Linked DNA regions of Mus musculus: regions 2, 3, 4 and 5 are each linked to region 1. A link is a contact called in public HiChIP or PLAC-seq, Micro-C and promoter capture Hi-C data. All regions are on one chromosome and are shown on one strand. Each heading gives the region's core, a stretch centred on a gene start, on an enhancer-like site or on the middle of the called end of the contact. The rest is flanking DNA. Distances are from core to core; before and after follow the strand shown. Region 1 holds the start of Klrg2 (killer cell lectin-like receptor subfamily G, member 2). Region 2 holds the start of Tbxas1 (thromboxane A synthase 1, platelet). Region 3 holds the start of Zc3hav1l (zinc finger CCCH-type, antiviral 1-like). Region 4 holds the start of Zc3hav1 (zinc finger CCCH type, antiviral 1). Region 5 has its middle 19 kb from the start of Tbxas1.

Evidence for each region. A called contact is a pair of places that touch in the nucleus more often than the background predicts. HiChIP or PLAC-seq counts read pairs in DNA pulled down with a chosen protein or histone mark. Capture Hi-C pulls out chosen DNA fragments and counts their contacts.
Region 2: a contact with region 1 is called in a promoter capture Hi-C map of liver, with 4 times the contacts expected there. The contact joins the promoter of Tbxas1 here to the promoter of Klrg2 in region 1. A contact is called at or near these places in 16 of 39 promoter capture datasets (the 3T3-L1 cell line, 3T3-L1-derived adipocytes, the HPC-7 cell line and 10 more), 2 of 15 datasets of contacts at CTCF or cohesin (embryonic stem cells and large pre-B cells), 44 of 484 Hi-C or Micro-C datasets (the 63-12 cell line, the AML12 cell line, B cells and 29 more), 8 of 115 datasets of contacts at active chromatin or transcription factors (acute myeloid leukemia, bone marrow-derived macrophages, embryonic stem cells and 3 more) and 5 of 9 other capture datasets (adipose tissue, embryonic stem cells, liver and 2 more).
Region 3: a FOXA1 HiChIP or PLAC-seq map of pancreatic cancer cells shows a contact between it and region 1. The contact joins the promoter of Zc3hav1l here to the promoter of Klrg2 in region 1. A contact is called at or near these places in 1 of 39 promoter capture datasets (pre-B cells), 1 of 115 datasets of contacts at active chromatin or transcription factors (pancreatic cancer cells) and 1 of 9 other capture datasets (pancreatic islet).
Region 4: a Micro-C map of embryonic stem cells shows a contact between it and region 1, with 2.4 times the contacts expected there. The contact joins the promoter of Zc3hav1 here to the promoter of Klrg2 in region 1. A contact is called at or near these places in 2 of 484 Hi-C or Micro-C datasets (embryonic stem cells and muscle stem cells) and 1 of 115 datasets of contacts at active chromatin or transcription factors (pancreatic cancer cells).
Region 5: an H3K4me3 HiChIP or PLAC-seq map of bone marrow-derived macrophages shows a contact between it and region 1, with 3 times the contacts expected there. The contact joins the enhancer-like site here to the promoter of Klrg2 in region 1. A contact is called at or near these places in 17 of 39 promoter capture datasets (the 3T3-L1 cell line, 3T3-L1-derived adipocytes, the HPC-7 cell line and 10 more), 3 of 15 datasets of contacts at CTCF or cohesin (the NIH/3T3 cell line, embryonic stem cells and large pre-B cells), 66 of 484 Hi-C or Micro-C datasets (the 63-12 cell line, the AML12 cell line, B cells and 42 more), 10 of 115 datasets of contacts at active chromatin or transcription factors (acute myeloid leukemia, bone marrow-derived macrophages, embryonic stem cells and 4 more) and 5 of 9 other capture datasets (adipose tissue, embryonic stem cells, liver and 2 more).

What each region holds. Positions count from the first base shown.
Region 1 is chr6:38,635,858-38,638,557 of GRCm38.p6, forward strand. It overlaps Klrg2 (killer cell lectin-like receptor subfamily G, member 2), which reads right to left and starts at 1,382. Exons shown (of 5, transcript NM_001033171.2): 1 at 519-1,382. The coding sequence starts at 1,209.
Region 2 is chr6:38,917,599-38,920,298 of GRCm38.p6, forward strand. It overlaps Tbxas1 (thromboxane A synthase 1, platelet), which reads left to right and starts at 1,388. Exons shown (of 13, transcript NM_011539.3): 1 at 1,388-1,643. The coding sequence starts at 1,555.
Region 3 is chr6:38,297,925-38,300,624 of GRCm38.p6, forward strand. It overlaps Zc3hav1l (zinc finger CCCH-type, antiviral 1-like), which reads right to left and starts at 1,335. Exons shown (of 4, transcript NM_172467.3): 1 at 940-1,335; 2 at 28-163. The coding sequence starts at 1,316.
Region 4 is chr6:38,353,323-38,356,022 of GRCm38.p6, forward strand. It overlaps Zc3hav1 (zinc finger CCCH type, antiviral 1), which reads right to left and starts at 1,281. Exons shown (of 13, transcript NM_001347122.1): 1 at 593-1,281. The coding sequence starts at 900.
Region 5 is chr6:38,899,025-38,901,724 of GRCm38.p6, forward strand. It overlaps a transcript of Tbxas1 not described here. Among named protein-coding and RNA genes, the nearest start is that of Tbxas1, 19 kb to the right of the region's middle. Within about 2 kb of position 1,282, at least 81 of the 459 cell types and tissues checked have an H3K27ac peak or open chromatin away from gene starts, as enhancers often do. A contact at or near this core is called in the 63-12 cell line, the BV-2 cell line, the C2C12 cell line and 11 more, where this site is marked.

The DNA of each region.
Region 1 (2,700 bases), core at 132-2,631:
CCCTGTTCCCGCCTCCAGGTTCCTGCTTTGGCTTCCCATGATGATAAACTATAACCTGTAAGGCAAATACAACCTTTCCTCCCCAAGTTGTTTTTGGTCAGCATTTTATCACAGTAAGAAAAAGTAAACCAACACAGGGGCTTTCTGCACTGCTAGACTTGCCTCTCCTTCACACGCAAAGCAAAACACATGCCATCTGGCGCGGGGCCAGCTCAGCGTGTGTGCTGATGGGTGACCCTCCTGAAGGCGGAAAGGAGCCCAGCCCTTGGAAGTGTACCCAGGCCACCACTGCCACGTGATTCTGAATCATCTCCCCTCACCTTACCCAGAGTTCTACTTCTCCAAGATGCTGCGCACACTAAGAAGGAAGGAAAGTTTCCGGGAGGAGGGCTAGGGGCAGGATCCTGGGTTGATTCTTATTAATTCTGAGACAGAAGCAGGATGGATTTGGGGGCAGCCAGATTGGCTTCTGGTTAGTCTAGTTCAGGGACCGGGCACGAGCACTTTTGAGCACTCACCTATGAGCGTGATGGCCCGCGGCAGTTTCTTGCCATCTATGCCTGCGCGCTGCAGCAGCGCGTCATCTTCTTTGGTCAGTCCGGGCTCGCGGCAGCGGCAGCGGCAGGCGGGCGAGCCCGGGGGGACCATGCAACCCTCAGCGGGGCTGACAGACTCGGTGGCGTTCGCGGCAAGCGGCGATCCTCGGCTCCACGTGGAGCCTGGTGACGGGGCGCGGGGCAGCCACTGGAGCGTGGGAGCGGAGCGGCGGGCGAAGGCTGGCGATTCGGGCACTGGCACGGTGAGAAAGCGCGTGGACGGCGCAGGCGAGGGCGCGCGACTAGCCCCAGCCGCGCCCACGGGCTTCACGCGCACGTCCACCTGCAGCTCCACGGGCGCCCAGGACGCGGGTGCGGGCTCTCCTGACGCCGTCCAGGGCTCCAGCTCCGCCTCTCCATCCCGGGGCTGCTCGGCCCACGAGGGGCTCGGAGACGGCAGCTCGCGGCTGCACGAGCCCAGGCGGCGGAAGGCGCCGTAGCCCAGACTGAGCGGCGGTACGCGAGGGGAACCGGACAGGGCTGGAGACGGAGACTTCTCCGGGAGCTCCTGGGGCTGCGCGTCCGGCTCCTCCCACCCGGTCCGCTCCGGCCTCGGGCTGTCTTCGGAGGCCCTGGGTTGGGGCGCCTCCGCCGGGACCTGCGGCGGCTCCATTCCCGAGCTTTCCGAGGGCTCCTCTGGGGACCCGGTCTCACCCTGGCCTCCTCTAGACGCTTCCCGGGTCCGCTCCGTCCTCCGCGCCGACTCGAGACTCGCCGTGCGAGCGTCGCGTTCTAGGCTGGGTCCCCAGAAGTTTCGGGTCGTTCACGTTGTCAACTAACAGCTTCACTAGAGGACCCTGTGTGATTGGCTGTGGCTATGGATTGGCCACACCCTCGGAACTCCAGCCTGGCCTTTCCGTGGCACCGGTTGCTGGGAGGACCCGGTTGAGCGAGTCACAGAGTGGGCGGTGGCTCTTAAGGCAGCACTGGGAACCCAGAGACTGGCAGATTCCTTCCTCTCCTTCATCCCGAGCCCCACCCGTTACCCCTGCTGGCTCTGTGCTGCGGGTGGATTCAGTTGTAGACTGAGTGGGAAGGGATTGGCTAAATCTGCGTGGATAAGGACTTCAGACATATCAGAACAAGGAAAAGTGATGGCGACAGGGTCACCGGTTGTGGTTTGGAAGCGAGTGAAAGGTTGAAGTCCTGATTCCAACTCTGGGAGCTTGACTACTTGTAGACTTAACACGGAGAACGAGGAATGAGCCAGACGCTTTGGTCCATGCCTGTAATCCCATCACTCTGGCAGCAGAGACATCTCTGTGAGTTTGAGGCCAGCCTGGTCTACATAGCAAGTTCAGACCAGCCTGAGTTTATAGTGAAACAAACAAAAATAAAAACGAAATAAAAAAATCAAGGAGAGAATGCTCATTTCCCCATGAAGTGTCATGTGCTCTACCAGCTTAGTGAGGTAGCATGATGGTTCGAAGACAGCTTTGTGGAGAGCTTTGTGGATTTTTCTGTTTGTCTTGATTTTTGTTGTTGTTGTTGTATTTTATTTTGTTTTGCCGTTTTGGTTTCATTTTGTTTTTTGAGACAATCTCTCTAGGTAGTCCTGGTTGTCTTAGAACTCGCTATGTAGATCAGGCTGTCCTGGAACTCACGGAGTTAAAAGCATGCTGAGATTAAAGGCATGCACCACTACACTTGGCTTGAATACAATTTTTGTTATTATAGACTTACTTGTAGTGTTGACATGTATGTAGCATATGCCTGCTTTTTGAAGCTCAGCTATTTTGAACCTCGAGTTGCAGGCATTTGTGAACTGCTGGATGTCGGTGTTGAGATTTGAACTTGATTTCTGATGATAGGGCAGCAAGTTCTTATTGACAAACATCTCTCCAGTTCCTAAATAGCCTTTTAAAATACAGATTTGTTAAGGTCCCTTCCGAACTTCCTGAGTCTGAAGAGGCATGAGGCCACTACTGTTTTTAACCAGTACTCCAGGGTAGGGCTAGCAGATAAAAGAGGTAGTTTAAAGCAGAGGCAGTTGAGTTTGAGGTCAGCCTGGTCTACAGAGCAAGTTCCAGGACACCTGGGACTGCACAGAGAAACCCTGTCTTGAAAAACAACAGCTCGCCGGGCATGGTGGTGGACGCCTTTA
Region 2 (2,700 bases), core at 138-2,637, 280 kb after region 1:
CATCCCACTCAACATTCCCAGGGCATATCAGCAACTTCATAGCTCTGAATGGAGCTGCAGTAAATAAACTTACTGATTAATGTTTAGACCAGCCTTTCTCACACTTATCTCACCTTGGACGCCTTAGGGAGCACTGTGTGTGTGTGTGTGTATACACAAGTATATATGTTGTTTTTTCCACAGTGTTGCTCTGGCATGTGCACTGAATTCAGTCACATCTGAGGTTGTTCCTTCCCTGAGCATGGCCATAAACCTGCCGTTGCTCCAGTAGCACTAGCTGTCACTCTGCATGGTAGCTCCTTAATTTGAGCAGACTATCTGACCCTGTGGAGGAGAAGCCTACTCTGAGAGAGGAGAAAGAAAGATGGGGGGGGGTAGTTGAGGAAAAGAACAAGGCTCGTGGGTCTTACCGTAGTACTTAAAGCGCAGAAAGGTTTTCCCACCTCCAGGCCTCCACCCATGCTCTCTTTCTGCTTCTCCTGCAGCTCTCTACAGGACAAACTGCTTTCTCACAGGCAAATCTCAGTGATGGCTTTCCTCCCTAGAGTCTTCCCCACTATACCTCCTAGCAGGCCATCCCACAGGCTGTCCCCGAAGCTCCGTTTTGAGAACCTTCACAGCACTGTTCTGCACTGGTAATTATTCCTTCGTTTGTAGACTGTATATCCATCTGCAAAGAATCTTCTCCAGGGTTGGGGGCCAGCATCATTTGTGAGTATGGCGGATGCTGACCCCATATACACTCTATGAATGGCCGAATAACGTCATGGTGGGTGTTTTCCTGCTCACCCAACCTTTTTATCTGTCTTCAGGATGAAACACGCTGATGAATAAGCAAATAAAATCATCCAGTGTCTTTCATCAAATTAGACCAGAAGCTAGAACAGTCAACCCACACACGACTACGAGTGAGCTTTTACACAACCAACAACTCATGCTGAGAGCGCTCACCCGAGGTAAGATCTGTGGTCTGCACCAATACTGTGAGCATGCCTCTCCTCTCAGTCAGGAGCTTGCATCCTATAACCAATGCACTGGGAGGTGGTTGGCTACAAAGCAGATGATGCTGTCCACCTGGCCCCCAGAATCCATGGAACATTCAGAGTGCCCTGGCCTGTGTCACCACTGAAGTACAGATCGACAAAGGTGTAGAGAGGCAAATCTTGCAGGAGGTCTTTCTCTGAGGACGGCGTATTTGAGAAGCAGTCAATGGTTAACAACCATTTTGCTTCATGATGACCATGAGGCCCGCCTGTCTGCTCCTGTTTCTGGGGAAGCTAACATAAATGTTTATTGACAACACAGTCATCAAGAAAATAAAGTTGCTGATTCATTGCCCTGAAGCCCTTTGTTTCTCCCTCTGCTTCCTTCCTCTTTATAAAGAAAGGCACACTCTAAGAAAGAGCACTTTTGGGGGACTCACTTGATGGGATGTTCAGCTGACTACCTACTTCTTTCTCCACCACCTATATACAGATCAGGACTCCTATAAGGGCAGGAGAGCAGCACCCTCTTTCCTCCTGAGGACCACCCCTCCGGGGTCTCCGAGGAAAAATGGAAGTGTTGGGGCTTCTCAAGTTTGAAGTCAGTGGTACCATAGTGACTGTGACTCTGCTCGTGGCTCTCTTGGCCCTCCTGAAATGGTAAGTGTGGCCAACCACAGGGACTGCGACACTACAAATGTCAGCCCAGGAGCCTGTGGTGCCAGGTGGGGTATGCGGGCGTGTGTTTTTCTTCTTGTCTAATCTAGAGGGAGTTGAGTATTAACACGGCTTCGGAATTAAAAGCAAACAGCCAGGTTAATTTTTTGCTAAAATGCATGAGATTCAAGTGTCAGGAAATGCTGGAGACTCTGTGACTGGGAACGCTACACACAATTAAGTCTGAAAGAAATGGAAAAAGAAGCGGATTGGAAAGGCATCGGGGATGGCTAGAAGGGCTTTCTCCAACCCTGACGTACCTGCTCACCTTGTTTTTTGAAATCATTTCATGTTGAGTTTGCAACGAATTCAGCCTCTTGGCTCACATCAAGTTAAAGACATGGAAGCTCTTCGGCAAACAAACTTTACTGGGGACAGAGATGCCTGCAGGGTTAAGGACAAAGTGGTAGAATAAATTTCCCAATTTTCTAATATGTGGTAGAAGGGGATGGGTGCCAAATTAAGAGCCAGGTGTGGTGACAATGAAGCTGGGGACCCAGAAGGAATCTTAAACTTGTGCTACATACACTGTTGCTCTTTGTGTGTTTGTTAGTTCAACAACAGACCTTGTGTTTTAAAAGCTGGCCCCAATGGTGACTGTGAAGGACAGACCTCACAATGAGCTATATTTGTGTTTACCCAGCGGGGTCCTTACCTTTCCTGGAGATACCCATGGATTCCCAAACACTTGGATTTAGGTTGTCTCTGGGTTTTGAGGGGAAAGTGGAAAAAAAAAAGAAGAGCTGGAAGAGAGTTTCAATTTATGTTTCTAGTGGTAATAAAGCCACCCGTAGATTAATAGCTGGGAAGGCACTTTGAAAAACATCAAGCATTATGCAAATGTGAGGTATTATTCTTTTGGAATTTGCATAGCTGAAAGTGGAATGTGCGTTTGATGTTCTCTGATGATGATATGACTTATTGGAAATTGGCTCTGAAGCCCAGCATCGGGCCCAGTGCTCTTTTGGTTTTTAACTGGTTTGGTTATTTTTTTGAACTT
Region 3 (2,700 bases), core at 85-2,584, 340 kb before region 1:
TAGGATGGCGACTTCTCAAGGACTCACCTCTGGGAAAAGGCAGGGGTCGTTCTGCAAAAGCAGGATTCGCAGCTGCCCTTCATTGAGGCCAAAAAGCCCCCGGCTTTTCAGGACTTGGACGTTGATAGGTGTGTGGATATCATGGGACAGAGAACAGGTAGACCTAGAAGAGTTCAAAGCAGTCAGGAGGCCGGGTCAAGAAGAGGGAAGAGGCTGGTGGGTCTAACTCTGCCTAGGGCATTTCCACTTCACAAGTGAATTCCCCAAGTACTAATAAAACAATTCGGATTGAGGCAACTCAGCTTCCAGGGGTCATTTCCCTGTTCTGTGAGTACCCTACCCTCAGGCTTTTTTGAGATTACTTATCTGTTTTTGTAAAGACTAAAACGTAATCTTCAGGCCAACAACAGCTGCTGGCCTCTCTTTGTCCACCAACACTACAAAGAAAGCACTAGAAAGCTTCCCGGATTGCTGCAAAGCACTGGGCTTGGGCTATGCAGCACTATGCCCTCACCCCATCCTGCCACCAGTTTCCTGCGATTGGACACCAGATTTTTAAGCGCGAAAGGGCTGTGGTTATGGAAGGAGGGAGAGAAGGGAACAGAAGTTCCGCGGGCCATAAAGCCCCCAGGTGTCCCTCAAGCGGCATTTGGCATAAGTGAATTCAAAAGTGGCAACACGGATTCAACCGGGCTGCTGTTGTGGAACATCCTAGCATCCTGGGACAGGGACAGCAAATTGGGGGGCGGGGGGGGGGTGAATAATAAACCTCAGTGGAGAGACCTTCCATATTATTTCTCTCGGCGACTAGGTGCACAGGGCGGCCAGCGCGAAGGCCTTTGTCCCATCCCACCCAGGCTCGCCGAGAAGCATCCGGAAGGCGCATCCCGCCCGCCCGCACCCACTGCCCCGCTGGACACTGAGGACTCCGCCCCTCACCAGCAGTCGCGGTGGGGGCACTTGCCCAGCATGTGGCGGCGACACAAGTGCAGCTGGTCGCAGCCCTGACACTCCCCGCGCTGGTAGCGGGCGCAGAGGCGCGCGGAGGACACGGCCATCACCCTGCAGGCCGTGGCGCCGCCGCCTGAGCCCGCGCCCGCGCCCTCGCCCGCCGCCACCTCGGCCTCTGCGTCCCACGGGCCGTCGCGCAGCTCCACCTCCTGCAGCAGGAAGCGCTCTGGACCCGCGCGCCGCAGCACGGCCCGCAGCTTCGCCTCCGACAGCTCCACGTGGCCGCGCAGGTCCTGCAGGAACATGCGGCCGCCGTGAGCACACAGCACCTTGGTGAGGAACGCGCACAGAGTGAGGTCCGCCATGGCCCGCCAGCGCGTCCCCGCCAGCCCGGGGCCTCCAGGCTCCTCCCCGCCGCGGCCCCGACCGGAGCCTGCGAGCTGTAGGGGGCCGGGCCTCAGAAGGCAGGGCCTGAGCCCCTGCAACATTCCTGGCTCCTGGGTTCCTGGCAGATACCGGATAACAGGGAGGGCTGCAAAGAATGTAAACTGCTGAAGTGGTTCTCCCAGCCTGGGGGCGCGCGCCTGGAATGTTAGCTAGCACCTGGGAGGTGGGGGCAAGAAAAGGCCGAGATCAAGGCCAGCGTCCTTTGCAAAGGGGAGTTGGAGGCTAGCCTGGACTACATGACACCCTGTCTCAAAAAACCTAGTAAGGAACCAGCACAGTGGGTAAAAACTTCCTAAGTGTTGGGGTCCATGAGTCGCCCCACGAGCTTACACAAACCCCGATTTCAGTCAGATAGGGATGGTTTATTGAACACACACCATAATACTGATCAATCAGCTCCATGCCTCAGATGGGATTGAGCCATGATATTGTTGATTTTTCTCTGTCAGCTTATAAATAAACATTTTTCCTATTGTCAAATTGGTGACAATATACATAAACACCCACTAAACCTAAAAGGATTTTCCTTCCTAACAATGGACAAATTCCTAGCGTATTATTCCTCTACGGAGTGGTCGAGAGATATTCTATGGTTTCGTCGCTATGATTCCTTAATGGAAAAGAACCCTGTTGCTCCTGTAGAACCTGCCTTTCCCTGTGTTCCCTCCCTACTAAGAAACGGTTTACATGGAATCCTTATCTGCTTACCAGGGAGCCCAGCCGAAAATGTAAACTGAGAAGTGGTTCCTTGGGATTACCTTGTAAAGGGTCTGCTCTCAAACAATCCTTCTCTGTTTGCCTCTGAGAGAAGCCGACCTAAGATACAACTGAAAAAAGAAAGATTCAAGTTGAGAAAGGGGTTAGAGAGGAATGAAAACCACATGCACACAGAGAGAAGAGACGTTCAAGCAAGATAGAGATAGGGAAGAATTTTACTTCAAGGGCACTGATGTTGTAAGCAAGTGTATCCAGAAGTTTAATAAGACTGATTCTGTATGTTACAGAATAGATGGACTGGGAAGACAGCCCAGTGGATAAAACACTTACTAGACAAGTGTGAGGCTGGAATTTGAATGCCCAGATCCTATACAAATACAGGAAGATGTGGGGGCCACTTGTAATGCAAGCACTTGGTAGGCAGTGGCAGGATCCACAGGGGCAGCTAATTGGCTAGACTAACCAAATGGGTGAGATCCCGACTCAGCCAAAGACCTTGCCCTTAGAAATATATTCAATTTCAGAATTCTGGATTGTAATTCATTCCAGATTAAAAGTCTGAATGAGTACCGTGAAAAAATTTGA
Region 4 (2,700 bases), core at 31-2,530, 280 kb before region 1:
TGGAGAGACAAGGAGTGAAGGGTCACAGCGATCCAGGAGTTGGCGCACCCGAGACACAGGAGACTGGGCAGCACCGCTAGGATTCTGGGGCGATCGCAACATTCGAGGTACCAGAGTAGCAAGGAGAAAAAGGTGTGCCTGCAACTTCTACAAACTCTGGTTGGTGCAAACGTACTTTAATTAGGATTCTGGTGGGAGGTGAGAAGGGTAGAGAGGCAGCCTTGTCCGCCTTTCCAATAGCGCTTTGGCTACAGATTTTTCAACCTGGGGGTCTAACTTCACAGGAGTCGAATATGACCATTGGAAAACACAGATACTTGCATTACATTTCATAACAGTAGCAAAATTACAGTTACGGAGTAGTAACGAAAATAATTTTATGGTTGAGGGTCACAAACCTGAGGAACTGTATTAAAGGGTCGCAGCATTAGGAAGGCTGAGAACCACTGGTCTAGAGATTAGGAGGGATAGAGGGAGAAGGGGTTTGCAGCCGAGTGAGCCATATCCACCCGGTTCCCGCCTCCCCTAGGAAGCTGCCCCGCGGCGCCGGACTAGGCAATTAGAGAACCTTCCCCATTCCCGCTGCACTCACCGCTGGGACTGTGCATAGTGGCACCGGCCGAGCAGATTAAGCTTGCAAAGGTGCAGGCTGTCGCAGGGTCTCTGGCAGTACTTGCGACGGCAGACGCGGGCTCGAGTAGTAGCCACCACCGACCGAGTGATCCCGGCCTGGTCTCCAGTCTCCAATAGCACAAAGCGATCGGGCCCTGCTGCCTTCAGCAGCTCGTAGAGTTGCGCTTCGGGGAGGCTGATCTCACCCAGCAGTTCCTCCAGGGTCATGCGGCCCCCGTGAGCGCACAGGATCTTGGTGATGAAACAGAATACCTCGGGATCCGTCATGGCGCGCTATGGCTGCCGCTGCTCCGGCCGCTGCGCGGGACTCGGCTTCACGGAGAATCGAAACTTACGCGCGGTCCCAGGGGCGGACGCGGGCGGTGCCGCTCGCAGAGCAGAGCGGTTTCGCTTTCCAACTCCGGCGGTGGTGTCGCGAGGCCCGACCTCGACGACGAGGTCCTGGGGTCAGATTTAAAGTCAGCCGCGCGGGAGAGCGAATGGGAAGCGAGCGACGTTAGGCGGGCAGGTCCGCCGCGGCGCGGTACCCTCGGTTCCAGGCTAGACGTGAGGTCCCCCGAGCTCGGGACTGCAAGGCTGCTACCAGGAAGAGAGGAAGTAAGGACGTTCGTGAGGCTCGGGTGGAGTTTTGATGAGCCTGAGGAGAGTGACGCATCCTGGGGGGCCCACTAGAGGCGTCCTCAAATCAGCCCCACCCAGCCCCGGAAAGAGCAGACCTGGTGAGCGCTTCCTGTAAGCGGGACTCTCCGCCGAGTGTCGTCAATGCTCGCCACCACCTTAGGACATGGATATTATCCGAACTCCGCACTTGGGGAAATAACTTGAAGGAACAGGTGGAGCTCGGATGACCGAGGTTCTCGAGAGTTTGTTTCCGGGCCTGATTCCGCGGCACCAGATCTAGGATTACGCACTTTCTACCCAGTGCCGAGCCCCTCTTAGAGGGCGGTGATTGTTACTCTCCCTGGTTTCTTACGTAGCCTTCTCCAGAGCTATTTGAAGACCCACTCTTTGATCCTTTCTGGCCTTGCTAACTTAAAATCTCCAATTTTGGTGCCTCAAACCAACTGCTTAGAATGTCTTCAGATTTCCCCCACCCCTCCCCCCTTGGCATGAAGATGATTTTTAAGGTAAACCCTTACCTTACCGTAGAGTTACTGTAGAGACAGAAGGAAATAATAACTAGATTTCCCTTTGAGGAAAGCAAAGGCTGATGAAATTAAAGAGCCATCCGTGTCCCCAGGGAGCTTTCCGGAAGATTCTGCTGCTCCAAACATTAGCATTAAAAAAAAACTCCGATTGTCCTTCCAGACTCCGTAGTGAAACACACTCACCACACACAAACCTTATACGCTCTTCGGCCTCCTCCCCTTGTTAAATTGTGACTTTAAAACTTCTTTTGCACAATTGTGTTTAGTTTGTCTCATCTGTATTCTCAGCTAATTTGCAGGCCAGTAAACACTAGACCCAAATTAGAAAAAGAAAGGGGCTTTCCTTTCAGCACTCAGAAATGAAATGAATGGAGCGCTCACCGATCAGATGGGAACCCTTTCTTTAAAATCTGCAGGCACGGTGCAGGAGAAGTGTGCACTGCGATGCTTTCAAACTTCACAAGAGGGAGGTGCGAGTGACCCCACCCACTCAGACAAACACACGCTAAAATAATATTAAAAGCTTGGCGTGGTGAAGGCATGCCGGTAATATCAGCACTTGTGAGACTGGGGCAAAGGGATTATTGGCCAGGAAGATAATTGAGCAGGTAAAGGCACCAGTTGCTAAAACACAGGACACTAATTTGACCCCCAGAATTTCCCCACATGCTGGGAGAGTTTACTCTAGCAAGTTGCCCTCTGACCTCCACAACACTCTTTCTCTTCCTTCCTCCCTCCCTCCTCCTCCCCCCTCTCTCTCTGATAAATGTAATTTAAAATTTAAAAACAAATTCATAAGAAATAAAGTCTTTCAAATTCTTCAGAAACCCGAATGAGAATCCCTCTGGTGTGGTACGCACAGCCGCTCTCTCTGACTCACTGGAACGGTGGTCTGTAAAGCAGCCAAGCCCGGGCCTCA
Region 5 (2,700 bases), core at 32-2,531, 260 kb after region 1:
TTAGTTCCTCCTTTACCAGGTCTTCATTCACTAGACTCACTGTTCCAGCCTGCACATAACCTAGAACAATGTGCCTAACACAGCATTCAATCTTAGAATCTCTGAGGTCCCCCTGCTCTCTACAGCAGGAATCCTGGCCTGCCTCATGCAACTTAGACAATGAAACAATTTCTACAGATTTCCTATGGTCCCATAAACACATGAGTTTGCAGAGACTTGGGGATCATTCTGTATTCCCTCTCCTTCCATCAACAGTTCTGTAGGTTGTACCTCTACAGTATTACCTTGCCCCCTCATCATCTCCATGGTTACTACCTTCACTGGAGCTAGTCCCATACCTTATAATTACTATAAGCTACCCCCATTCTCCCTGGCCCTCTCTATCCTTCCAACTCTTTCTCAACACTGTGGTCAGAAGAAATTTTTTCCAGTGCAAGTCAGGTTCAGTGCAAGTCATGGCTTCTCACTGCACCAGAATAAAGTCCCACATCTTTGTCAAAACCTCCAGGGCCCTGCCCAGCTCACTGCCAGCCTCCCTGGATATCTGTGGGTCCCACACTGGTCCCACCACCCCTGTTCCTTGCTTTCTGATAGGCTCTCAGAAGCATCCCATTGTCTACCCTCTTCCTGCTTCTTGGCCAGCAGAACCCATCATCTCTCTGGTCTTGCCTAAGTGTCTCCAGAAAAGCCACTTTCCACCACCATTCTTCTTATTTTTTATTCCTTTGTATATTTTAATCATCCTTTTCAATTACTTTGTTCGTTTCCTGTGTCTTATCTGTTTGCCCACTGAACTCTCAATGTCAAGAGTGTCTGGACCATGTACATCTTGGAAACCATCCTTTAATCTCCTAGCACAAGGCTCAGTGTTACTGTTTTTCAATGCTTCTCATACAAAACCCTCTCACTTCTTCCTCCAGCTCTCTGTGCCTTTCTCATATCCTCTTCTGCTCCCTCTAGTTAGCATCTCAACTGTGTAAAGTTTCAGTATTTTCCCACTGGTTGCTTAATTACTTCTTTTATTACAAACAAAACCAAAAGCGACCTTTTATTAGTGGAATTCAATCATTCTTCTTAATATATATGAGGAAATCTATTTTCATCCCTGTGAGTGTGTCTGTGTGGATATGTGTGTGTGCATACGTGTACATGTATGTGTGCATGTGTATGTGTGTGTGTGTACACACTTAGGAGACCAAAAGAGGACATCACTTCTCCCATAACTGGAGAGCAGGCAGTTGTCATGGGTACCAAGAACTGAACTTAGGTTATCTACAAGAGCAGTCAGTGTTTTTAACTCCTGAGTCATCACTCCAGCCTGGGCTTCCTCTTTTCCTAGCAATGTGCTGTGGGGATCGTCTTCAGCGTGTTGCGCTGTCTCATTGACATTTATTTGTTCCTTGTACTTCTTCCTCCTGCTTCTTTTTATTACTCCAAATCAATTTCAGAAATAGTTTTAGCAGTTTTCAAAACAAAATAATCCTATAATGCCGGCACTGAGGAGAGAGGGCAGAGACTTCAAGGTGGGTGCTTGAAGATCATTGGCCAGCCAGGCTAGCTAAATTGAAAGGCTTTAGGTTCTGTGAGAGACCCTGTGCTAAACCTTGAACCTTGTGCTAGTAGATAGAGAAAGAATGGTTTCCAAGATATGCATGCTCCAGGCCTTCTTGACATTGAGAGTTCAGTGGAGAGACAGATAAGACACAAGGAAACAAGAGGCAGAGAGAAATCAAGGAAAGACATCTGGAACAGACTTTGGACCTCCTTTTGCCCATGTGTGTATGTGCACCTACATGCACAAGTGTACCCACACACTAATAAGTATATATAATACACATACCATACCACACACAAATCACACCGCACACTCACACACTCCATACCACTTACACCAAAACTGAAACCAAAACCAACCAAACAACTCCTTCTTTCTTTGCTGCTTCTGGAAGCTCCCTCCTCTTTGCTTTTTACTACACTCTGTATACACCTGTACCATGGCTCCTCTATGCTCTGCCTGTCTGTTTGCCCACTCTCCACACCATCCTAAATAACATTATGCCTCGAAAGATTTCACTGCCATCTGAAAACCTGGTGTCCGGTTCAGAGGTGCAGCCTAGATATCTCCCAAAGCTGCCTAAGTAGCTAGCTGTAGGATATTGTCAACCAAAGGTCTCCCAGATCAGACACAGCAACTCCACATGTCAACAACCAAGTCCTCCTCTCTCACAGGACTTGTCTCCTGCATGCTCACTAAGTGCATCTAACCTCACTGTCACCCTTAGTTCCCGCTACCAGCTCAGTTACTCTCTGACTAAATGACCCCACCCCAACACGCCTCCCACATGTCTGTGAAGGGAATCACTTCTCTCCCTTCGAAACCACAAGCTTCCAGTTTCTCAAAAGGCTCCCAAAGGGCCTTCTGGACCTCACCTAGCCTGTTGTTGCTGCCTTAAGTTCTCAGCTTCCTGCACATCTTAAGGTCCCCCGTGCAAGCTGGCCCCTCTCTGCTGGAAAGTGGTTGTGATGGTGGATCTTCATTGCCAACTTGATTTGGGTTTCGATCTGCCTAGGAAACTCAGTGAGGCAGGAAGCCCCATCACAAATATGGTGGCACTGTCCCATGGGTTGGGCTTCCAGACTGAATCAAAGGAGGAACCCAACAGCACCAGTGTTTGTCTCTCTCCTGACTATGGACACTGT